5 separate regions of the Mus musculus genome follow, and regions 2, 3, 4 and 5 are each linked to region 1. Evidence: chromatin contacts called from public promoter capture Hi-C data. All regions are on one chromosome and are shown on one strand. Each heading gives the region's core, a stretch centred on a gene start, on an enhancer-like site or on the middle of the called end of the contact. The rest is flanking DNA. Distances are from core to core; before and after follow the strand shown.

Region 1 (4,759 bases), core at 867-3,366:
TATTAAGAAGCAAAACATTCAAGAACCATTTTGAAACAAGCAAAAATATTTCCTTACAATTAGTGTGTCAAATCACTTACAAATAGTTTTGACACTGAAATCTTTCAAAAGACAGAATCTCTATGATTTATAAATAATCATCCAGATCCTATTAGAAGCCAATTTGGGACTGTTTTTTAAACTCTTTGGTAATTCCCTACTCAAGTGTTCAATTTATGGCATTCTACAATGACACCTACTGGCCACTGAAAATCAACCATTAGTTCTCTCAAACAGAGTGGGCTGGTTACATAAGAGAGACACAGAAACACACATGCTCTCTCTTAAATCAAACTACCTAAAGGCAAATATTTGTTTTCAATATGTAAACACCGTATTTTTTGTATGTAAAGCACTATAGAATTTCACCTAAAGCAAAATGTAAGCTTTCTTTGTGACCAAAATACCATTATTCTTGTAAAAAGATAAAAGACAAGCAATAAAACACCAGTATCATTTAAATTTTTTTATTTAAAGCACTGACAAATACCTCAGTGTGCTGGACATTTCAAAACAAATACTAATGACCCATTTCTACTCAAACAATATTTTGAGAGAAAAATTCTAGCTTTATATGTATATGCATAAATGTTTATGTATATGTATGTTTATGTTATGTATATGTATAAATATTTATGTATAAATGATCAATAGTAGAAAAAGATTACATCTTAGAAAGTTTTTCTAACATGTAGTTAAATAACAAGCCCAGAAAGACAATATACTTCCTGGATACATTTGTCCTCATCGTCTAACTTGACGGCAGCATCTCAGGCCTCTTACATTTTAATAATTTATAGTGCTACTTTTTAAAGATATTTTTCCAATGAGTTATAAAAGTGCCCTTCCACAATATTCGCCGACAGGGATTTGTTTAGGACTGTATTTCACCATTCAAACCGTGGATTTAAAAGACTTTTCAAAACAAAATAGTTTTAAATTTGTACATAAATTTTATCTATGTCCATGACATTCAACGAACTTATTTTTTTAAGCCTAAGGCATAACTCACAACTAGCTTCCTAGACTTAACAAGGGAAATCACTTAAAAGTTGACACTCCTCTGCTAAGATTCCCAACTTATTTTCACAGTCCTTAACACTGGGGGCGAGTTGTCTACCAATTTACTGTTCATTTTCTAATCTACATTTATCTTCGTCTATAGATTTAAAAGGCTCTCCACTTTTCTGAAGGTTAAAGCCGCAAAGCAAATTCCTGTACTACAAAACACGAATCTGACAACATTCCTCTAAAGCTAACATCGTGTTGTCTCGCAACCAAAGTCCATATTTGGGATAAGCGCTTCGTGACTACTCTTGCCTTCACGCTGTCCTCCTCCTACAGACCCTGCCTCGGTAGAGAGAACGCTGGAGCCAACAAGAACAAAGTGCTCAGATACATCAATGGGTTGCAGAGCTCTTCTTCTACCAGGGTCAGTCGAGTTACTTGGAAAAATAACTGCCATGGGTTACATAATGTACAACCACCAATTTCTAGAGCTGACCACCAATAAATATCTTTCTTCTCCGCACCTCTCCCCATCCCAGCAAACGGCCCTAAGAACACCTAGGATTTCACGCAGGTGTCTGCAATACCACGTCCTTCTCTTACCTGAGGCTTCTTGCAAGACATCCCTTCAGCCCTCACTACCTGTGTCTTGCTCCCGCCTCCTTCCCGCCTCAGCCCGCGCCACCGACACCCTAACGCCCTTGCTAGGGCCCCAAGTTGCCCCACAACACTCATCCCCAAGCCGCCTCGGCAGACGCCTTCTCCTCACGACCCTCCCGAGCTTGCTCCCAGGTCTGCAGGGCTTCGGATCCAACAGTCCTGCTGCCTTCCCACTTCACCTTCGTCAGCTCCCGACTACGGCGTCCGAAGCCGGAGGAGAAATTCCTCTTCACCCGGCACCGTGCGCCCCCCCCCCCGCAACCCCCCCAAGACAGCACCGCCGCCTACCTGTCACCCCGCAGCCTCAGGCTTCCTACCGCCACCGCCACCGCCACCGCCTCCCGCAGCAGCCTGCCAACTGCAGCATAACAACCAGCCTTCTCATTGAGTGGGCCCACGCGCTTAATAACAACCGCTCTCATTGGCTGCGCTATGACTTTGGCCCGCCTCTCGGTGCTCCGCCTAAAGATTCCGTCCTGGAGCAAGACAAACACGGCTTTATCGTCCTTCTCCTCAATATCTTCTACCTCAAGCAGACTCCAGCTGCAAAGTGTGGGAAATAATCTCTACTTCCAGGCTCCTTCATGTCATCTCTACGTTGTCTGGGAGCCTTGCGCCAGTACCGGAACGTTTACCATCTCCCCCATTTTCCTGTCGTAAGAAACTAGAGGAAACAACGTCCGTTTCCGGTTGTCTCCGGCTGTAAGGTTGAATATTGAGTGTCCCGGGAGGTCAGATTGCTGTCAGGTAATTTAGGGAGCTGGTGGGAGACTTCTGGATTACGCATAATCTAAACTTTATCCAGGGAATGCAGAAGTGGAGAGGGCTGAAGGGATCCGATAAGACCGGGAGAAGATCCGGGATCTAGCTAGGGAGCGCCGCTGCAAGGTTCTTGCTGGGCTGTGTTGAGGCGGATGAAGGATGTCTTGAGAATTACGATGGTTGTTAAATCCCAGAGATGTTTTAAACCGCCGCTACCAGATGCAATGTACTCCTCGCCTCCTGGCTTTTTGGGTTGTATTTGAATAGGGTAAAGAACAGCTCAGACCCGAAAATACTTAAAACTAGAAGAAATAATTGCAACGGTTGCTTCACAAGCTTGTATTTTAAGTACGGTTTCCCAAATATAAGTGTTTACGACACAGTGCTTAAGTGAAAAAGAGCAAGTCACAAAATCAAGACTACTGCATAATCCTAGGATTAAGGATTGGATACTAAAGTAATAGCAGTTCATTTGTATTTTCCCATATTTTAATGGTCATCTCAGTTTTTAAATGAGGGAAATTTGAGATACACCCTTGAAAATCCCTGATAAACTGTAAAATTATATGTAATGGATGTAACATTCTTCTTCCTTAGGGAAAGCAAGTCAACATTTCCCCAGTGCTAGATAGAACAAGCCATCGTTAGTGAAGGTTGATCATCACCAAACTTTTGAGTTCACTTCTGACATAGGCAGATAGCATTTAAATTTTCCATAATTATGTGTTCATTCATGGTTGAATCCTTTTTTTTTTCTGTTCTTAAACGGACAGTTCTAAAGGTGAAATAATTTCCTGTTGTTGAGCCCTCAGTGCAGTAGAACTCGCTCATTCTGTGGAAGAGGAGAGAACCAGTTGGATTAGGTTGCCCTCTGACCTCTGCATGAACATCCACACACACACACACACCACACATGACTTTAAAGAAATACTCTTAAAAATAGGAGCCCAGCATGATGCACAGGCTTGTACTCCTGGCAGTTGGGAGACAGAGACAGAAGGAGTAAGAGTTCAAAGTTTCCCTGGCTACATACCAAGTTTGAGGTGAGACTGAGCTTTGTGAGACTGTCTCAAGTAAATAAACAATATTCTTGTAAGATAGGGGTGGCTCATACCCCAGTGATACAGTAATGTGTGCTTTATTTGGAAAAAAAAATCTAATAAACATATTCAATGTCATGCACATTCAGGAATTTCTCTTAAGAGATAACATCCAGTAGAAATGCAATGGAAGCCATATATGTAAAATTAAAATTTCTAGTAGACAGTAAAAGTAAAAAACAAATTCATCTAACCCAGTATGTTAAACATATTTAAGCCTGAAGCCTGGTGTGGTTGCCTTTAATCCTAGCACTTGGGAGGTAGAGGCAGGTGAGTCTCAGAGTTCAACACTAGTCTAGTATACAGAGCAAGTTCCCGGACAGGGCTACACAGAGAAACCTTCTCTTGAATAAATATGTATATTTATATATACTATTAATGAATTATTCTACATTTCATGCTGTCAAAAATGTATGTACTTTATATATGCAGTATATATGTATATGTGTATATATATATGTGTATATATATATATATATATATATATATATATATATACACACACATATATTGTTTTCATAAATATAAATACTTGGTCTGTATTTGTATTTTTAGGTTGAAAAACTACACTTGAAAAAAGTATTCATACACCCAGATAAGTCCAAATACACTTCAGTATTTTCTTATAATTGATTTAAGAGTTTGCTTTGATACTTGCTACTCTTCCAGAGGACCTTAATTGGGCTCCTAGCACCCACACCAAATGGCTCACAATCACCAACTATTTATTACTTCAGCTTCCAGGAATCTAATACCCCTCTTCTGGCATCCAAGGACACTCCCATGCACATCACACACACACATACCACAAATAAAATCTTTTTAAAAAGAATTTATTTTGAAATTTAAATTAATTAAAATTCCCAGTTCCTTAGCTCTTTAGCCACATTTTAAATGTTAAAAGCTACCAAATGAGACAGCACATATCCAGGAGAGGACTTGGTGGCCATACATATCTGAATGTCCTTTCTCCCACCACCCTTACCTCCGCACCCACCCACCCCCACCTTGATTTTTGAGACAGGGTTTCTCTGTGTAGCTCTGACTGTCCTGGAAGTTGCTCTGTAGACCAGGCTGCCCTCCAGCTCAGAGATCCTCCTGCCTCTGCCTCCTGAGTGCTGGGATTAAAGATGTGCGCCACCACGCCTAGCAAGTGCTCCATTTTCTAGGTCATGCCAGTTTCTTCAGAA
Region 2 (4,759 bases), core at 1,384-3,883, 1.8 Mb after region 1:
GTCCTTTGATCTCTGCATGTTCACCATTCTTGTGTGCACATGTACACTCTCACACATCACACACAAACACACACAGACACACACAACTGGAGTAAAAGGACCTATGATTGCCAATGGCCAGCTATCAAGAGAAGTCCTAGTTGGTAAATTGTAACCAAGGAATCCAACAAAGCTTGTGAGTTTATTGTTATTCAACAAATTCTGGCACTGTGTAAATAAAGATATAGACTTGTCCATATGTGTTTCTGATTCTGACATGCTTACAATATGAATTACATTTAAATTATATTTTTGTAAAAGAAGCAACACTTTCTTTTCCTTTTTTTTTTTTAAAGATTTATTTTATTTTATTATATGTGAGTACGTTGTAGCTGTCTTAAGTCACTCCAGAAGAGGGCGTCAGATCTTGTTAGGGATGGTTGTGAGCCACCATGTGGTTGCTGGGATTTGAGCTCAAGACCTAAGAAGAGCAGTCTGTGCTCTTAACCTCTGAGCCATCTCACCAGCCCCGAAGCAACACTTTGTAATATGTGAATATTTACAGTGTCAAAAGTTTAACCTGTTGAAGTCAAGACAAAAATTTTGGGTATTAAATATAAAAACATGTGAATGTACACTATATATAGTTATTAAATTACTTTTAAAGTTTAAAGAAAGAAGAGGTAGATTGGTTGCTGTCTATTTGTCTCTGGTGTTCTGTGGAGCTAGGAAAGAAGAAGTCCCAGAACCAAGGCTAAGCAAGGCTCCGCTGCTGATCTACACTTATCCTCATGTCTAGTTTTAGACTCCATTTCTGAAACACTGGGGCCTGCCTCTGTGGGTACTGAAAAGTCCAGAGGGTGCCAGGCTGAGAGCTAACTTAGGACTAAAAAACCCAGGTTGGGGGGTGGGGGTGGGGGGGGGGACTCAGTGCTGGAGCAGTACCAGGCAGGTACCAGGCATGATTTTGATTTGGGACTGGGAAGGTTGAGGACCAGATACCTTGAGAAAGTGGTACCTAAAGTTATATAGCTATGGTGCTGGAGAGATGGCTCAGTGGTTAAGAGCACTAAACTAGCTGCTCTTCCTGCAGTCCAGAGTTCAATTCCCAGCAACCACATGGTGGCTCACAACCATCTGTAATGAAATCTGACGGCTTCTTCTGACATGCAGGTGTACATGCAAATAAAGCACTCATATACATAGAATAAGTAAATCATTAATGTTATGTAGCTACACTGTATATTTCAAATTTTTATCTGCTGTTGATGTGGGCCATCATTTTGATGAGAAATGTCTTTAAAACCGATTTAAAAAACAAACCCTTGAAACACTCAGGGCAGTTTGAAATACATTCAGAGTTAAAAGCACAGCTCTTGCTGTGTGAGGTGGCCCATGCCTAAAATTTTAGCGACTTGTAAACTAAGACAAAATCAAACGTTTGAGGCCAACTTGAGCAATGTAGACAGCTTTGTCCCAAGACAGGAAAAAATGTGATTTCCAATCGACGAAATCTTGAGTGGAAGTATTGTTACAGCTTCAAAAAGATATGGCATGTTTTCAGTGAGGTATGATTCCTTCTTAAGCAGTAGTCATTACAGGAGCTCTAACTGCAATTCCAAATGACATGCCAAACGGTATCAAGAAAATTTGATATTCAAGCTATAAAATCTATAAATTGTTTTAGGATGCTTTCACTAAATGTAGTGCCAATAAGTATCAGGCTTTACCTTATACTAACCCATGTTAAAATTTCTGAGTTGGATAGAACAGAAGGATCTCAAATTACAGTAATGCTCTGACCAAGCAATGTTTGAAAAACATAAGCACACAACATTGCTTTGCCAGTGCTCAGTGCTTCCTAGAACGCCCAATAGTACCCTCCACTGGCTACTCTATATGGTATTATTTTGAATGAATTGATTTTGATTTAATGAGGCAGGAGCTCAGGTAACCTAGGAATTGGTTATGTAGTTGGAAATGACTAAACACTTGATTTTCTTGCCTCCACCTTCTGACGCTGGGATTACAAATGTGTGCCAACCAGCCAGGTTTATGTGGTGCTGGGGACTGAAGCCAGAACTTTGTACTAGAAAAGCAATCTACCTCCCCAGCCTCTGGTTTTCAGTTTTCCATAGAAGAAAATGGAGCTTGCTAAATTCAAGGAATTTATTGCAAATTATCAGTAACAGAAATCCTACCCACTGTCTGCCACCGTGGCCAGAAATCCTACCCAATGTCTGCTACCGTGGCTAACGCCTTTAATTCCAGCACCAGGAAGGCATCTATTAGTCAGAGGCCAGCCTGGTCTACATAGTTCCAATCTAGACAGGGATACATAGTCAGATCCTGTCAAAACACAGAAACCAGCCACGTTCACTGGAGCGCTTTTGAGCAATAAGGAGCATCTAACGGTGCCTAGCTCTTCAGCCATGCATGCAGGTGTCCAGGTGAGACTGGCTTCGGTTGTGAGTCCTACTTAAATGTACTTAAGTCTACTTTGTGCAAGCGGACTGGTGTCGCACGCAGCTTGATTCTAGCCAGGCCAGGGTGGGACCCGGGCCTGGAGGTTTCCTTGTGGCCTGTGAGTCGCCAGCAGACCAAGGGTGACGCCCAGCACGGGCGTGGCGGGGCGACCGCGGCTCCTATTCGCCGACCGCCTGAGGCCACCTCCCTCCCCAGCTGCGGGCGCCACCACGGAGCTCACGGCCGAGGACCGCGCGGGCGGGCGAGAGGAAGCATGCTGGACTTCGCCATCTTCGCCGTGACGTTCCTGCTGGCGCTGGTGGGAGCGGTGCTGTACCTCTACCCGGTAACTCCCAACTCGGGTTTCGGGGGTGCGCCTGCGCCGCGAGGACCTGGGCGGGCGGTCGGCCGGGAGCGCTTGCGGAAGAGCCACGTGGCTCCGCCCCGGCGTGCGTTCCCCGTGCGCATGAGTGCTGTGGTCGCTGAGCTGTGGTCCTGGGCGGGTCCCTCATTCTCCCTGTCCCGGACGGGTTTTGGGAGGTGGCGATCAATTCATTACCTTGGGTGACTTTGGAGACATTGACTTCTTCGAGCCCCAATCCCATTTGCTTCTACATCAGGGGAGAAACTCCTTCCATCTTTTCCTAGCATCCCCCTGCATATGCCCCGGCACCGTTGTTGGAATGGGCGAGCTGAGCTCCCCAACCCAAACTTTGTCCACCTGTCCTTTTCAGAGGGGAACCTCTCAAAACTCCGGAGTTACTGTTAAGGAACTTCCTTAAAGTGTATTGTATAAAGCTGGGCGTTGCATACATCTGTAATCCCAGCCCGGGGTGAGGAGGATGGGGTGGGAGCTCAAAGCTCACCCTGGACTACATCAAACCCTGTCTTTAAAAGAATATGTATGTACAAAGTGTGGTGGATTTATGGAAAAGTGGAAAGGTAGTGAACAGCCCCGGGTAGATGAATGGTGATGGAGATGCCCCTTAGAAGTGTCCTGTTCTGAGTTAGTGGTTGATTAGACTAATATAGAAACCACATACCTGAACTCCTGAGAAACAAAACACTGATATGAAGAAGTTGAGAGCTCAGGCCTTTCAAGAATAAGAGGACTGTGTCCTAGCCAACTGGAGCGAATGTAAAACCAGACCGGGAAGACAGATGGGTGTAAATGGCTGAAAAGCTATTCAAAGGACTTTTAAGTCTGCGTTCTACTGGAGGATTTCAATGGATAAGTGGCTATTTTAGTTTAAAGGAAAACTGGGAATGCTGTGTTGGGCCTGTAATCATAGCACTTGGATGGTGGAGGCAGGAGAGTTCAAGGGTTTCTTCCAAAATGGACCTGAGTTCTAGGCCAGTCTGGATCACATGAGCCCTTGTCTTAAATTTTAAAATTTGTATACTAGAAAAAAAATTAAAAATATATGTGGCAAAAAAATGTCTTCAATTCATTCCTTTTAAAAAATGCAAATCTTGGAATCAAGGGATTTTCAGCTTTAAAGGAGAACTTTAATTTGCAGGCTGGCCGTGTCTAATTCCCAGACACTCTGGGAGCTCTGGTGGGAGGATTGTAAGCTTGAAGCCATCTTGGGCAATGAATGTTGTGAGACCCCACTTCAGAACAATCCTAATATTATTAGTAAAGTTTTCTGATAGTCGTCCCGCTACTGTGTTAAGAACGGACTGTAATTATGGGGCTGAGGCAAGGGTGGGGTTAGAGAGAGTAGGCGGAAAGATAACTGCTGTCATTTTGGTGAGAGATGGTGTGTGCTTGAACCCCAGTGTCATAGCACATGGTGAGAAATACAACATTGTTAAGATAAAGCCAGTGAGACGGGATATAAAACTCGAGGCTGAAAGAAGCTGGAAGAAAAACACTTCTGGGGGTGGAGATGGGGACTGGCAGATAGAAGAATGGATTTCCCCATGGAATGTGAAGATTTTGTTTAGTTTGTATCTTGGTGGGAAATTAATGAGGTTTCATAGAGATCAGAAGTTTGGGGTTACGTGAGCCAGGTTTAAGATGCCTGTTTGACATCAAGTGAGACAAAATCAAGTACAAAAGTCTTGAGGTTTAAGGTTAAAAAACCAGACTGGAACAGTTTGGGAACTGCCAGTGTATATATTGTATCGAAGCTAGGAAGTTTGTTCCAGTCTCCTAGAAAATTTAGATGTAGGAAAGAAGAGGTCCAAGGACTAAGCCCAGAATTCTCCATATTAGATAGAGGCTGAAGAGAGGAGTTGGGGTAAGGGAGGGGAGGACCGTAAAGACCCCTGGGGAGGAGCAGTCGGACCCGACAAAGGCAAAGAGTCA
Region 3 (4,759 bases), core at 966-3,465, 1.5 Mb after region 1:
TTTAGAGCCAGGAGGTGGCGAACACCTTAATCCCAGCACTCAGAAGGCAGTGCCAACTGGAGGGAACAATTCTAGGACAGCCAGGTCTACACAAAGAAACCCTGTCTTGAAAAACCAAAAATACAACAAAAAAAGGGGGTGGGGGTGGTGGTTTTTTCCAAAAAGGATTGTGTGAATGTTTATACAACTCTATTAGTATGATGCACCTGAATTCTATACATTATGTATATATATATATATATATATATATATACACACACACACACACACACACATATATATATATATATATATTTTTTTTTTTTTTTTTTTTTTTTGGTTTTTCGAGACAGGGTTTTTCTGTATAGCCCTGGCTGTCCTGGAACTCACTTTGTAGACCAGGCTGGCCTCCAACTCAGAAATCCACCTGCCTCTGCCTGCCGAGTCGTGGAATTAAAGGCGAGCGCCATTATACATGTATCACCAGCAACGTTGACATCTATATGACTTATTAATATATAGACACAGAAGTACACACATACAAATATATACACACAGTCCTTGTTTTATCAACTAGAGAGAAGCCAAGGTCCTCTGAAATGAGGAAATTCCCTTATAGTGGTTGTCTGCAGGCAAGTCTGCGGGAACATTTTCTGGACTAATAACTGATGTAGGAGGAACCAGCCCACTGAGTAGAGCCACCCTGTATTTTAAAAGCAAACTTAGCTAGCTAGCCATTGGGAGAGCAAATGCAGCTTGCCCCCACCCCCACCCCTCACCTCTGGTTTCTGCTTCAGTTCCTGCCAGGAGTTCCTCCTATCTTGGCCTCCTCTGAGATGACTGTAACCCTTTCCTCCCCAAATTGCTTTTTGTCAGTGTTTTATCACAACAAGAGAAACCTAAGTTGGACACACTCACACAAAATACACCTAATCAAATCGGACACTGAATTGGCTTCATTCTAATTAAAAAAACAGCTCTACAAACTCCATAGCCAGTTTCTAGTCTGTTTGGGGGGGGGGGGGGGATGAAGTTGTGCTTTCAGAAACCACGAGACACCGTTAACGGACAAGCCTGTTCAACTCTCAAATTACTGACATGATGTGTGCAGCATGCAGAAAGCAAACGTGAAGCCCTGGTCCTCCACACACGTCAAATTATGAAAAGCTCATGAAAGTGGGTAGAAAACGGAGATTTAAGAAGACGTGAACACCGCTTCCAAATGAGACAGGGCAGAAGTGCGGGGCACGTGAAGGGGAAGGCGAATGAAGTCTTTTTTATTTTTTTCTATCAGTCAGCTTATCTTATTTGCAATAAATTCTTTTAATTGTAGCCATTATAATTATTAAAGTTCTTTCAACTTTGATTTACTAAAACCTTGTCCGTTTCTTCTTTAATGTATATCCCCAGTCAAAACAGCAAGGATCAAATCGAAGGAGTCTTCAAACGAGATCGGCTCCTGGAAGACAGGGACAGAAGCTGGAACCCTTACTTACTTCTTGTTCTCGCTGTAGAAACGTGCCTGGAGTTGTGCCATGGCTGAATATACACACGAGACTTCTCCACGAAAATGTGTGCGTTGATAATCAAGCAGCTCTAAGGTAGACTGCGCCGCAAGCGCAGCAGGAGCTAGGCTTCAGTTAGCTCCCTCAGGTTCCTACAGAACATACCACGAGGTTCGATTTCCACCAGCGCCCAGCCCGCACACATCAAGTACCTATTCCGAGATTTAGGAAACATCGATTAGTCAAGCGTAGTCCTAAAAGCATCCAGTCCCCTTAAGACTTTTGTTTCTTATCTATCTAGATTCGTAATCTATTAGGAAAATAAAGAAAATAACTAGCTTGAGCCAAATTTTAAGCGTGTCTTTAGACCCAGACCCTTTAGACTCAGCGCTCAGATACTACAAACCCCAGAAGGGAGCGCGTTTCAGACCCTCTGAACACTGGGAGTTGTAGGCTTTATTTATTTTGCCACACCGCATTTAGGGTCTCATATCTGCTTTTAATACTCCTTTCTCCGGGCAGATATTACACTTCCTGCTTCTTTATTCTGAGTGACAAAGGTCCCATCTGTTCGTCTTGTGTGCACTGTTCCAACAGCCAAATTCGGCCGAGACCATGTGTTCTTACCTCTGGCTTCAGAGCGGAAACTCGGGAAAGGAGAACGAGTCGGAAGGGAACTGGGCGACGGTGGCTGAGAAGGGTCTAATCTGATGGACCTGCGCTGCGCCTCCAGGAGGGGTGCGCCTGCGCATTGTGCTGGTCTCCACGGCGCGGCCTCGGAGCCAAGACGAGGTTGAGTAGTCTCGTTTTGAATTTTCTCCCTTCTGCTTACGGCGGACTCCCCTCTCGCGTTGTGGGGCTCGCTGCGGCGGCAGGGTTGGGGGAGCCGGAGGCCTGGCAGAGCTGTCTGTGCCCAGCGACCGGACGCTCCCTCCCAACCTCCCTTCGTCCCCCTGCCGCCTCCTCCCGTCACCTCCTGACCCTCCCGGGCTGGGAGCAACCGCCGGCCCCCGCCCCCGGCCGTCGCCGGACGCCGCTGTGCGCTGTCCCTGCGCCCTCGTCCGCCTCCACGGCGGCTCCTTCGCCGTGGGCCCGGGAGGGGCCCCGCGGCCGGGAGAAGGCAGGCTGCCGCAGGGGGAGGCGAGGTGTCTGTCCCGCAGAGGGTGCGGAGCCCGAGAACGCACCACCGCCACGGAGCATCCGAGTCCTGGGCCGGAGCGCCCGCCCGAGAGGGGCCTCTCCCCTCCTTTCCGAGTCTGACGTTTAGAAAAGTGTCCTCTGCACCTTCTCCCCTGCTTTCGGGCTTCTTTTATTATTATTATTATTATTAATTATTAATTATTTTTTTAATCTTGATGTCACTCAAAGGCTTGTCTCGGTCTCAATGGTCTCGATTATTACTCTAGTTATTTTCCTGAGTGGAGAATAGATGGGGGCTATTACTCTTAAGATCCCAAAGTCACTTTTTTAAGGCATTCGTCTGAAAACCTCCGGGGGTAGGGTGGGGTACAGGGACACACTACTCTGAGACAGCAATTTAGAGTCAGGCAGAACTGGATTGCAAAATGTGTTGGCTTAGCGGTATGAGTGAACCAGTGAATATGGTGAGAGGTTTTCTATATGTCGCCTAATTAAATTTAAATCCGTAGAAAACTAGAAGTTATCTAGTCAGTTGGAGGCGAAAACAATCATTTGTTAAGTGGACAACGACCCAAAAAGCATGACTGTTCTCAGTTTATTCATTTTACAGAATTGCATGCCCCATTACAGGAATGCCTGAATTTGATTCTACCTGTTACTTAACCTCTGTGCCACACTAAGATTAGCTGTGACAATTTAATGTCGCATAAGAAGCACTCAGAAAATGTTAACTATTTTTCTCATAAGAGCTACCAATAGAAGTTTTTACCACTGATGTAGGTGGAGGCATAAAATGAGAAAAACCTCTGCCCAAAATACAGGGAAAAAAAATTTCCTTGTTCAGATTGGGTTTGCTGATAACAGTGTTACCAGACGAATTAACTATTGAATTTTTACTGATAACATATAACTAATTAAAACATCATTTTAAACTTCCTTTAGTTTGGACTTAACAGATTAACAATACATTTGGAAGACAGTACATTTTTAAAATCTTAATTCGAGTGGAAAACTATGATTAGGAAGATATAGAACAGGAATTACTCAGAGTTCAGTTTGCAAAGCACACATCTTGAATTCACTAAAATATATTTTTATTTAGCTAAGGTATTTAGTTAAGGGAAGATAAGTGACTAAGAATACCTGGGACGAGCTTTTTTCAATAGTCACTTACATGTCTTAGCTGGTATGGCTTGCAGGCGTTACCTAGATAGCTAATGCTAGAGTGTTGGTTCTCTTAATTTTAGCTTATATCAACTGCAGACTTCTGGGATTCATTTATTGGGGTCCTCATGAAGACTCAGTGTTATCTGGAACAAGATTTCTTTTTCTTAACAGTCTCTTGGTGTTTGTTTATTTGTTTTTTGATATTAGGGATTTTTTTATTTGTTTGGTTTGGGTTTTTGAGGTTTTATGTTTTTGTTTGAGACTGGGTCCCTATGTAGTCCAGTATGGATTTCAATTGACTATGTTTCTCCAGATTAGCTTTGAATTCTAGGCTCACCTATTTCTACCTCCTGAATACTGGGATTATACCTGCCTGCAGCCAACCACACTTGCTTGTTGCTTGTTTTGAACCTTGAGTCTAACATTCTGGAATTAATCTCAGGGCTTTGTGTGTCCTAGACCAACAGTCTGCTGCTTAGCTATATCATGGCCCACGCTCTGGGATTTTAAGAGAATTAGCCTAGTTTCTTTTTATCCATGGGGTTTGTGTTCCTCAGTTTTGGTTACCTGCTGCCAATATGAAGTGGAAATCCTAGAAATAATTGATGAGTTTGAGATTGTATGTCTTTCTCAGTAACGTGATGTCTTGCACCATCCTACCTGGGGTATGAATCATTTATGAGTCCAGGGAGAGTGTCCACTCTCTGTGCTGCTCACCTATTAGTAGGTAGTAGGCTTTTGGTTATTAAGACATTATTGTAGACCTGTGACACAGTAAGTGCAAGAGTGGTGATAATGGCAATTCACATGTGCCAAAGAGAAGTTAAAAAGTGTTTAAATAAAATGGTGAAATTCATAATTTGGAAAGAAAAGCTATAGGCTAGTTTAGTAACGTCAGCAGTACAACAATATTTTAGAGACCACATTCACTTGATTTTAGGAATACATGTGGGCTCATGACTGTACCC
Region 4 (4,759 bases), core at 1,330-3,829, 1.3 Mb after region 1:
CAAACAAAACAAAAAAACCCCCCAGAACTACTCCAAGGCACCCAATGCTACAATTCTAACTATTTATGTTTTGATTGCTAAGATATTCTGATGATTACATAGTTTTTAATTTACAAGTAACTACAATAGCCTTTAGTATAAAGGCGGCTTCAATGACTAATACTGGTTCTCATTGAAAGTTCAGCTCTAGGTCTATGAATTAAGCAGGCAGGTTAAATGAGATAAAAGGGCTGTTTTGTTTTGTTTTGTTTTTTCATACCCATTGGATCTGTGATCCTGTGAGAAACACAGCTACAGGAAAACGTGAACAAAGGAGACATCAGTCAGTTTTGAGTTCCAACTGGCCATGGTGGCATAAATCTTAATTTTCTTTTCTTTCTTTCTTTCTTTCTTTCTTTCTTTCTTTCTTTCTTTCTTTCTTTCTTTTTATTTTATGTTGAGTACACTGTAGCTGTCTTCAGACACACCAGAAGGCATCAGATCCCTTAGAGATGGTTGTGAGCCACCATGTGGTTGCTGGGAATTGAACTCAGGACCTCTGGAAGAGCAGTCAGTGATCTTAACCGCTCAGCCATCTCTCCAGCCCTATAAAGCTTAATTTTCAAGTGGTGGAGAAAAGAGGGATCAGGGATCTAAGACTGTCCTCAGCTACATAGTGAGTTTCAGGCTAGTCTGAACTATATGGGACTCTACCTGTTTAAAAAAAAAAGGAACTAAGCAACTAGCTTCAGCAGACCATGTTTTAACTATGCAAACCATTTTAACTTTTGATCTAATACAGCTTATCTGATGAAAACAGTTTTTTAGCTTAAAAAAAGGAGGCCTTTAGGTCAGTAACAAACAAAACAAATTATCAGAGAGCCTAGGATACCAGAATATATTTCAAAAGGAAGCCATTGGCCATTTACACTTGAGTAAGACAGAAAGACTTAGTAACAGAATGTCTTTACTTTTCTGAGGTCTTTTCTGAGGTTTTGTCTGTTGGGATGCACACATATATGTACAATGATGAATGAATGAATGAATGAATGAATGGAGAGAGACTGCTAGAAAAGGAGTTCTGAGAACTTCCTGCACAGCCTCTTCTCATCAAATCCTTGGTTAATATTTAGAACTGTCTGTAGCAGATGGTATTGCTTAGCTGCACCTTACAAATAAGAAACTTGTTTATGGACATACCTGAGATCACAGGCTATGTGGGGGATCTGACTGTCTCCAGGACCCTAGGAACCTATCTAACAGCTTTCTACAGGAACCCAATAGGGCTTGAGGCCTAGAACCTGTTACCAGAACCACCACGCCTTGGTTAAGGGATCTTTTTAGAATGTATAGCTATTAAAGCCATAAAGGGATTAAGGATGCCACGTGCAGTCTGCATGTCGACTTTTTAATTGAAGAGGAACCCGCGTATTATGATTACTTTAGAATTTCTTGCCTTTCAGAGAGTTCTTATGAAAGCCATGGAGACTTATTTTCTCCACCAGACTAAACTATGAATGGTGGGCCAATGAAACGGCTCAGTCTGATGCATGAGTCTGATTCCCTGCACAGACATGTTAGAAAAGAACAGGCTGTCCTTTGACCTCTACATGCATGCACATGCTTATTCACAAACCAGATACATAAATGTAATAAATAAATAAATAAATAAATAAATAAATAAATAAATATGGGTGGTGCACCCAGTTCTGTCTCAAATAGAGAGGAGCAAGTGGAGGCCACAGCACTTTATAAACTTGCATCTTTCTAAGGTATAAGGGAACTGTAAAGTAACTGATTAAATAAATTCTTTATTACTTGAGATCTATAAGGGTGGGGGCTAGTAGCAACACTACTCGATAACTGAACTTCACAGATACCATCTAAAGTTGCATTCTAACCTGCAAATATAATCGTTCTGATATTTGAATCTTTGTAGCGCCAAAAAGAAAAGAGAAGAAAGATATAAAATACCCTAGAATTAAAGTTCTTTTATTTTAGAGCCCTGCTCATAGGTAGATGGAATTAGGGCAGAACAAAAAGATTGGGGGGCGGGGGTGAGGGGAGTCTCCAAAGAGATGTGCGTACGTGTTAACTTACAGACACCACTGCTGTAAGGAAATGAGTTTCAGAGGGAAAGAGTCGGTTCAGACCATCCCCGGGGACACCGTGGTCCCGTACAGTCCGTCCCTTTGGCCAAATTCCCGGAGTCCCAGGGGCTCCCTCCAGCGGGAAACAGGGACGCGCGTGGCCGGGCGCGCGCCTACACGTACACGCACGTGTACACACACACACACGCACGCACACACGTCCGCACACGCACGCAACCCCCCCTCACCCCCCACCCCCGCATCCCTCTACACAAGCCACAAGCGTTCCCTCCGCACCCCTCCTCCTGCCACGGCCGGTTTCCTCCGCCGCCCGACCCCTCGGGGGCGGGCCTCTTTCTCTTTAAAGAGCAGAAGCAGCCTCGGGAGCCGAGATGCGCGCAGCCAATCAGCGAGGCCGAGTGGCTCGAGCGCGCTGACGCTACACCAATGAGCGGCGGCAGGGGGCGGGGACAACGGAGGAGACACTATTGTTGATGAGGAGCCGCGGCGGCGGCTGCATCACCTCGTCGGTGCCCGTCGCTGCCCGCGCGCCCCCTGGTCCTGAAGTCAGGCTACGTCACCCGCTGGCTCAGGCCTTCCCTCGGGCCCCGAGCAGCCGGTCCCCGCCGCCCAGCACCCCCGGCCGCCGTCTCTGGGGCGGGGGGACCATGTCCCAGCGGGTGAGGCGCAATGGGTCTCCCACGCCCGCCGGCGCCCTCGCGGGTGGCGCGGTCGGCCCGCCCGGGGGCCCTGGGAGCCGCCTGCAGCCCATGAGGGCGACGGTGCCGTTCCAGCTGAAGCAGCAGCAGCAACATGGCAGCCCCACGCGGGGCGGCGGCGGCGGCGGCAACAACGGAGGCAACGGAGGCGCCTCAGGCCCCTCGGGCGGCGGCGGCAGTGGCGGCCCGCGCACCGCCTCACGCAGCACCAGCCCCACGCGCGGCGGCGGCGGCAGCGCGGCGGCGCGTACCAGCCCCACGGTGGCCACGCAGACGGGAGCGTCCGTGACGTCCACGCGCGGTACCAGCCCCACGCGCGGCACGGCGCCTGGGGCCCGAAGCAGTCCTCCGCGCCCGCAGCCGCCACCGCCCCTGCTGGGCACCGTGTCGTCGCCCAGTTCGTCGCCCACCCACCTGTGGCCGAGCGAGGTGATTGCGGCCCCACCCTCCGCCCGCGTCCGCCACCGGAGGAGGTCCCCAGAGCAGGGCCGACCCTCGGCGGAGAAGAGGAGCCCCAGCGCCCCGGTGTGCAAAGCAGGTACGTGGAGGACAGGGGTCCTGTGCCGCCGAGTGGGGACTGCAGCGCTCCGGTGGGGCGGGGCGGGGCGGGGCGGGGCGTGCGGTCCGCCACCCCTGCGTCTTGCCCGTGCGGGTCTCCGCCGTGGAGGTGCGGCCGCTAACCTTGGGCCTGGGCTCAATTTGTGGAAATCATAAACCCTGGGGTTTGGCCTTGCGTCGCTACTGCTGGGGCTGGTCCTGTCACTTTTGGTGACGCGGTTAATGCTTGCAAATAGCACTTGTGTGCTGCTTAGTGTTTCTGTTCCACAAAACAGTTTCGGATCTGGAGGACTGAATGCATCAGCAAAGGCGGATTTGGATCATTGAAGAGTTGTGAAGCTGGGAGCAGTTTTTGCATTTCGTAAGACTTAATGAGTAGCAAGAAGGGAGAAGTTAAGCAAGATTGCTTTGGGGTGTGTGCATAGGTCTATGTATGTGTTTACACATATACGTAAATGGTAGATAGCTAGCCTGAGGGTCTGAGTGTGTTTCTGAGATACTGGTTTTATTTCTCTTAGACTTATTCTTTGCTTCCCGCACCCCCCCCCCCCCAACACTCTCACTACCGCTGGCTGACCTGGAACTTGCAGTGTAGACCAGGCTGGCCTTGATCTGCCTGCCTCTGCCTTCCTAGTGCTGGGATTAAAGGCCTGCCCATTTTGTTTTGCTTTGGTTTTTTATGTTTATTTTTTATTTTTTGTTTGCGTTTTGAAACAGGCTCCCTGTAGCCTCATCTGGTCTGTAACTCACCATGTAGATAGGTTAGCCTCACCAACTGCCTCTGCCTTCTGAGTGCTGGAGTCAAAAGCATGCTACTTTGCCAGGCTACAAAATGCTTTTAAAAGATGTTAAGAGGATTCCCTCCCTTCAATAATGGGCAAGTGGTTTTCATACACGACCTCATTTTAGCTTTCATATTTTCCTTTAGATGGGTTAAGAACAAGTGGTGACAGGTGAGCTTTGACTCTGCTTGTATGCCACAGAGAACAAGTCTTCAAATTAGATCAAGGGAGCAACTTCTAATGTATAAGAGAACGTCTGAGAGATACATTGCACACCAAAATTACATGCATGCTGGACAAGATTTCTGCAGTTTGCCATTGAGTTTCTGGAGCTAGGATAGTGCATCTGGTGTCTGGTAGATGAGCTGCTTAAGTGGGCAGTAGACAAGGAAGGAGACTGGGCCCCTCAATCTGATAACAGAATTTTAAAGAGTTGATTTGCAACACACCCTGAGGAGAACTTGATTAGGGTAAACAGTCAAATGTGAAGGAGGCTTTATTTCCGGGGACATTGGGCTCCTTGTGTGCTCATTCATATTTTCCAAAGGCACCCCCTCCCCCACTCCCCACCCTCCAAAACCAGAAAAAAACGGAGTAGTTACTCTTAAACTAGGTGTGAGGGATACTGCTT
Region 5 (4,759 bases), core at 1,208-3,707, 1.2 Mb before region 1:
AAATAAATCTTTAAAAAAAAAAAGAACCAAATAAATAAATATGAAATTGCTATAAGCCCAGTGACACACACGTAAGTAGGAGAGAGGTCTGTTGACAAGGAGTGCAATAGGAGAGGGTGGGGTGAGACTGAGTGATAGGAGTGAAAATGAGCAAAATTCATTATTTTCTGTATGGAACTGTCACTGAATTAAAAATCGCTCTGTTATAAAGTAAACATGTAGTTTGTAAGCCATATCAAGAGTTAAATCACTTGGTATAAACCAGTTGGCTGCTATGTCAATACACCCTCACCAAGGGCGAATTATCAAAGCTTCTTAACGATGGGCAACATATGTGGTCAAGAATTAGTTATCTCAGTACAGGAATGAATGACATGACTACTGATGAAAAACTGTTTTTTTTTGTTGATTTGCTTTGTTCCACTTCTAGCAGACTTACAGCAACTGAGGTGAGGTAGGAAGACAGGGAAATTTAAGGACATGGGATAGAAAGGTCCTCACCCTGCAGTCTAAAGTCTCTCACCAGCTGAGAGGTAAGAATTCAGCACAACTAGTCAGGATGTAATGGCACATACCTTTAATCCCAGCACTAGGGAGGCAGGTGGGTCTCTGTGAGCTTGAGACAGCCTGATCTACAGATCAGAATACCAGGGCAAGTAGGGCTACACAGAGATACCCTGTCTCCATAATAATAATAATTCCAGCACAATTAAAAAATCTTGCTGGGAGGTGGCCTACATGGAGGTATTTCTTTTTATAAGTAAGAATATTATAATAGTAACAAATCATGTCTAAGGCCAAAACGCATATGACCAGGTACGGCTTATCACCTTTCCTGTAAGATAGTTATTTTCTAGGATTCTCATGAGCAAGATTAAAGCTCCACCAGCAGTAAAAGACTTGTCTTTTTATATTTTGGGGGTTTTTTTGGTTTTGTTTCTTCTTTGTTTGTTTTTGAGACAAGATTTCTCCATGAAGCCCTGGCTGTCCTGGGACTTGCTCTGTAGATCAGGTTGGCCTGGAACTCAGAGATCTGCCTGCCTCTGCCTCCTGAATGTTGGGATTAAAAGCATGTGCCACCACTGACCTGTAAAAAAAGACACATCTTAACCTCCTTGTGCAATGTTAGTGAACCATGGTTTTACCTGATCAAACTATAGTATTAGCCCAAAGCATCTCTCTTGAAACATGAACTACAACTTCTTAGTAAACTTAAACTCTGCCTTATATTGACTCAATTAGAAATTCTTCTAGGGTCATCAGTAATCCTGTCTTCTCAAAGGAACACTTCAGGCTGCTCCAGCAGCATAGCGTAGCTGTAGCTACAGATCCTATCTTACTACCACTAATATACTTCAGAGACTTTTTCCCTTAGAATAATCGCCAGAATCCTTACTCTGTTATTCTGATACTTGGACTTTCTTGAAAAGTCCTGAGAGCAAACTTATTTTCTTTTCTTAAATCTAACTGCTTTCTGCTACTTCTTTCTTTAAAAACTAAAGGGAGCCGGGCGGTGGTGGCGCACGCCTTTAGTCTCAGCACTTCGGAGGCTGAGGCAGGCGGATTTATGAGTTCGAGGCCAGCCTTGTCTACAGAGTGAGTTCCAGGACAGCAAGAGCTATACAGTGAAACCCTGTCTCGGAAAAAACAAAACAACAAAACAAAACTAAAGGGCTTAATCCTTAATTATGATTCTGGCTTAAATCAAGGAATGACTTGTACCAGAGGAAACCTACGAGACGATTTCCATTGGTTTCCCTGTTGCAATCCTTCATTAGACTGAAATATCGAGTTTCAAAAATCTAATATCTCGAAATACTCCAGGGGCTGTTAGGACCAAGCAAGAGAAGGGCGAGGGATCCTGAACTAGACTTTAGGAAAAACTCCATAGAAAGGGAGCACGTGAGGTCAGAAAGCCACACGCGCGACCTCTCAGTGAGCTTCGTGCCACCCAGCTTTCTCCGGTCATCCTGCTCCCCAAAAATGTGGGGCCGTTTCTCTCCGGGGCTTTGAATTCCCGAGCAGGGCTACAGGTCCCTTCCGCTCACTCCCTTGACAGCAGAGCGCCTTCTCTTCCCCCGAACAATCTCTGGGTTGCAGGAGAGCAGATGGGCCGCCAGAAGGTACCGGGGTGTCTCCCCTGCCTTTCCGCGGCGGGCCTCCTCACCTGTGGATAAAGATGCTCCATGAACTGCTCCCGGGAGACGCCCCGCAGCCGGGGTACCGGAAGACGCTGCTCAGCCATGGTGAAATTCACAGGCCTGGGAATTTGGACGAGTTCTTCCACGCGTGATTTCCCCTGGAAACACTACTCCGGAAGAAATGGTCCGCGTAGGTGACTGACCCCAGAGGGCGGCGGCTGGTTCGAAGTGCGCACGGCGGGGAGCCCGAGGGCTTCGGCCTGGGCTGAGGGCTAACACAGCCGAAATGAGAGGACTCACCCGAGGCGGCGGCAGCGAGGCGGCCTTGGCTCCACTTCTCCAACCCCGGCGAGCTGGTTTCCCTCCGGCCTGCTTTCAGTACTGCACAGGCATGCAGAGGTGAAAGGTCACAAACATGGCGCTGGCCGCCCGTCTCCTACCTCTGCCCCTGCTTTCCCGGCCGCTGCCCGGCCCGGTCACCCGACTCCGGACTCTCGGTAGCACCGAGGTGAGGCTGACGCTGACTGAAATTTGCTGCCTGTGCCGCCGTCGCCTGGGCTCAAGCGCGGCTCCGATCCCTCGCTACACTCGGGCCTGGACAAGCCCTGCGTTGCGTTCCTGGAGCTCCCGAAGATCCCTTCTCGGCCGGGTAGAACATCCTCCAGCCCTCGCTTCTTTACCCGCTAGTCCCAGCCGCAGCTACAGCACCGAGGAGCAGCCCCAGCAACGCCAGAGAACCAGAATGATCATTCTGGGATTTTCCAATCCCATCAACTGGGTCCGGACTCGAATTTACGCCTTCCTTATTTGGGCCTATTTCGACAAAGAGTTCAGTATCGCTGAGTTCTCTGAAGGGGCGAAGCAGGTTTGTTTGCTCCCCTAACTGACCTCTCTGCCTCGTGCATTCAGCGTTTCCGTGATCAAGTGTTTAGCCATGAAGTTTCTTCATTGCGACCCGTGGTATCCAACGATGGTAGTGACCTAGACACTGAATCTTTCGGCCACTTCAGGACTTTAATAAGCTTCTAAGTGTGTTCGCATGGTCGTCAGGGAGGAGGGGTTCATTCAAGAAACTAGGATGAAGGCCTAAGTTCAAAGCCTGTTTGTCAGTGCCACTCTAAAATTAGTTAATCCTTTGGGTATGATTTTTCCAGAATTAGAAGATTAGAGAAGACAGTGCCTGGCACACATAGTAGGCACTTCATAAGTATTTGTTAAGTAAATCGAATGGAGTAAGTTATGGTGAGGAATAAGATAACACTGCCAAAGTAATAACATATCATTTCAGGTACAAAGGCAGTTTCCTACCAGCTGTTTGACAGATCTGAATTGCCTTCTGCATTCTCTACCTATATATTCTGTCAAGGATAAGAGTTTGCTGAGGCTGCTGGTCTACTTAGTGTCCAGGTCTAGCACACTGGTGATTCCTAGCTCTGACTTTGCCCATCGTGACCTTTCTGAATAGCAAGTGATGTTGCCTTAACAATGGTCACTTTGAATCTCAAGATCATTGACACAGTTTGTGTGTACATGCTTTTCTTTCCAGGAAGACTTTTTAAATCTCCTTTCATTTTCTTAGGTTGTCAGTCCCTAGCATTTCAAAACTGTTGATTAATACAAAGGTAGAAGTCATAGTTTATTCTCCAGTTCATACTGGAATAGACCATCAGGATAATAATTTAACAACATTGACTATATGCTGGTATTTTTAATTTTACTTCTGACTTATTCAGATTTTCCCCAATTCCTAGCCATTTATACCCAACTCATGTAGTTGTAAATGAGTTCTCAACTTCGTGTAATCTGGGGCAGTATTAACTCCTGTCTCCCTGGGTCCACTCTTAGCTAATATATATGTTTGCTCAAAAATAAAAGTGAGCAAGCTTGAGTGATAATGCCTACCTAAGTATGAAGATAGGGTGAATTTGCTAGTCTGTTCTCTGTGTCAGTTGTGCACAGAGGGGTAAAATGGTGGGATCCTACTCCTTACTCTGCAGTGTCCACACATGAGTCTGCTCCATCACCCATACATAACTACACTAGTTCAGGAATGGAAATCATCATATGACGTCAAATTGAAAAGGCCTCTTGTCCAATCCTTGTTTAGACACGATGAACCCAGGTGTGCTGGCGAGATGGTTCAGTGGCTAAAGAACATCTTTCAGAGATCCTAAGTTCCATTTCTAGCACCTACAAGGTACCTCATAACTAACTCTAGTGTGGAGAGGATCTTACCAGGGTAGCCTCATTATTCATTATTACATTTTAGAGCAGTTTGCTCAGGTATGATCTTGACCAACCAAAGTAGAGACGAGGGTTCTGCATAACGGTTATAGTTCCTAATATCTGGATTATCATTCATGCTGCATGTGAGAGCTTTCCAAACATAGGAGATCCCTGCCCCAGAGTGTTCAGGGAGACCTTGAATTTGGGTATGTGCATGTTCTCAAAAGTCATCTGCATTGAATTGTGGTTGTTTGCTAGGGCTATTATAGAGGGTGTCTCAGACTAAACAGCTTAAACAGAAATATTCCAATATCTAGAGATGAGAAGTTTGCCTTCTCCTCAGGCCGCTACATTTGTTTATGTCTGGCATCTCTAAACATTTCCTCCTGTCA

What was found. Promoter capture Hi-C pulls out the DNA fragments that hold promoters and counts their contacts.
Region 2: a contact with region 1 is called in a promoter capture Hi-C map of pre-B cells, with 4 times the contacts expected there. The contact joins the promoter of Cyp20a1 here to the promoter of Fam126b in region 1. A contact is called at or near these places in 2 of 39 promoter capture datasets (hippocampal neurons and pre-B cells).
Region 3: a promoter capture Hi-C map of liver shows a contact between it and region 1, with 6 times the contacts expected there. The contact joins the promoter of Carf here to the promoter of Fam126b in region 1. A contact is called at or near these places in 2 of 39 promoter capture datasets (liver and pre-B cells) and 1 of 115 datasets of contacts at active chromatin or transcription factors (astrocytes).
Region 4: a promoter capture Hi-C map of liver shows a contact between it and region 1, with 4 times the contacts expected there. The contact joins the promoter of Fam117b here to the promoter of Fam126b in region 1. A contact is called at or near these places in 4 of 39 promoter capture datasets (hippocampal neurons, liver and pre-B cells).
Region 5: a promoter capture Hi-C map of pre-B cells shows a contact between it and region 1, with 7 times the contacts expected there. The contact joins the promoter of Tyw5 here to the promoter of Fam126b in region 1. A contact is called at or near these places in 9 of 39 promoter capture datasets (the 3T3-L1 cell line, 3T3-L1-derived adipocytes, the HPC-7 cell line and 5 more), 2 of 484 Hi-C or Micro-C datasets (embryonic stem cells and pre-B cells) and 1 of 9 other capture datasets (adipose tissue).

What each region holds. Positions count from the first base shown.
Region 1 is chr1:58,584,217-58,588,975 of GRCm38.p6, forward strand. It overlaps Fam126b (family with sequence similarity 126, member B), which reads right to left and starts at 2,117. Exons shown (of 13, transcript NM_001310598.1): 1 at 1,996-2,117. Ndufb3 (NADH:ubiquinone oxidoreductase subunit B3) reads left to right here and starts at 2,181. Exons shown (of 3, transcript NM_025597.3): 1 at 2,181-2,454.
Region 2 is chr1:60,340,667-60,345,425 of GRCm38.p6, forward strand. It overlaps Cyp20a1 (cytochrome P450, family 20, subfamily a, polypeptide 1), which reads left to right and starts at 2,634. Exons shown (of 13, transcript NM_030013.3): 1 at 2,634-2,791. The coding sequence starts at 2,720.
Region 3 is chr1:60,096,032-60,100,790 of GRCm38.p6, forward strand. Carf (calcium response factor) reads left to right here and starts at 2,216. Exons shown (of 16, transcript NM_139150.5): 1 at 2,216-2,276. Wdr12 (WD repeat domain 12) reads right to left here and starts at 1,876. Exons shown (of 13, transcript NM_021312.5): 1 at 1,476-1,876. The coding sequence starts at 1,516.
Region 4 is chr1:59,910,427-59,915,185 of GRCm38.p6, forward strand. It overlaps Fam117b (family with sequence similarity 117, member B), which reads left to right and starts at 2,580. Exons shown (of 8, transcript NM_001037725.3): 1 at 2,580-3,326. The coding sequence starts at 2,738.
Region 5 is chr1:57,404,217-57,408,975 of GRCm38.p6, forward strand. It overlaps Tyw5 (tRNA-yW synthesizing protein 5), which reads right to left and starts at 2,458. Exons shown (of 8, transcript NM_001037742.2): 1 at 2,168-2,458. The coding sequence starts at 2,245. It overlaps Maip1 (matrix AAA peptidase interacting protein 1), which reads left to right and starts at 2,050. Exons shown (of 5, transcript NM_001081181.3): 1 at 2,050-3,006. The coding sequence starts at 2,557.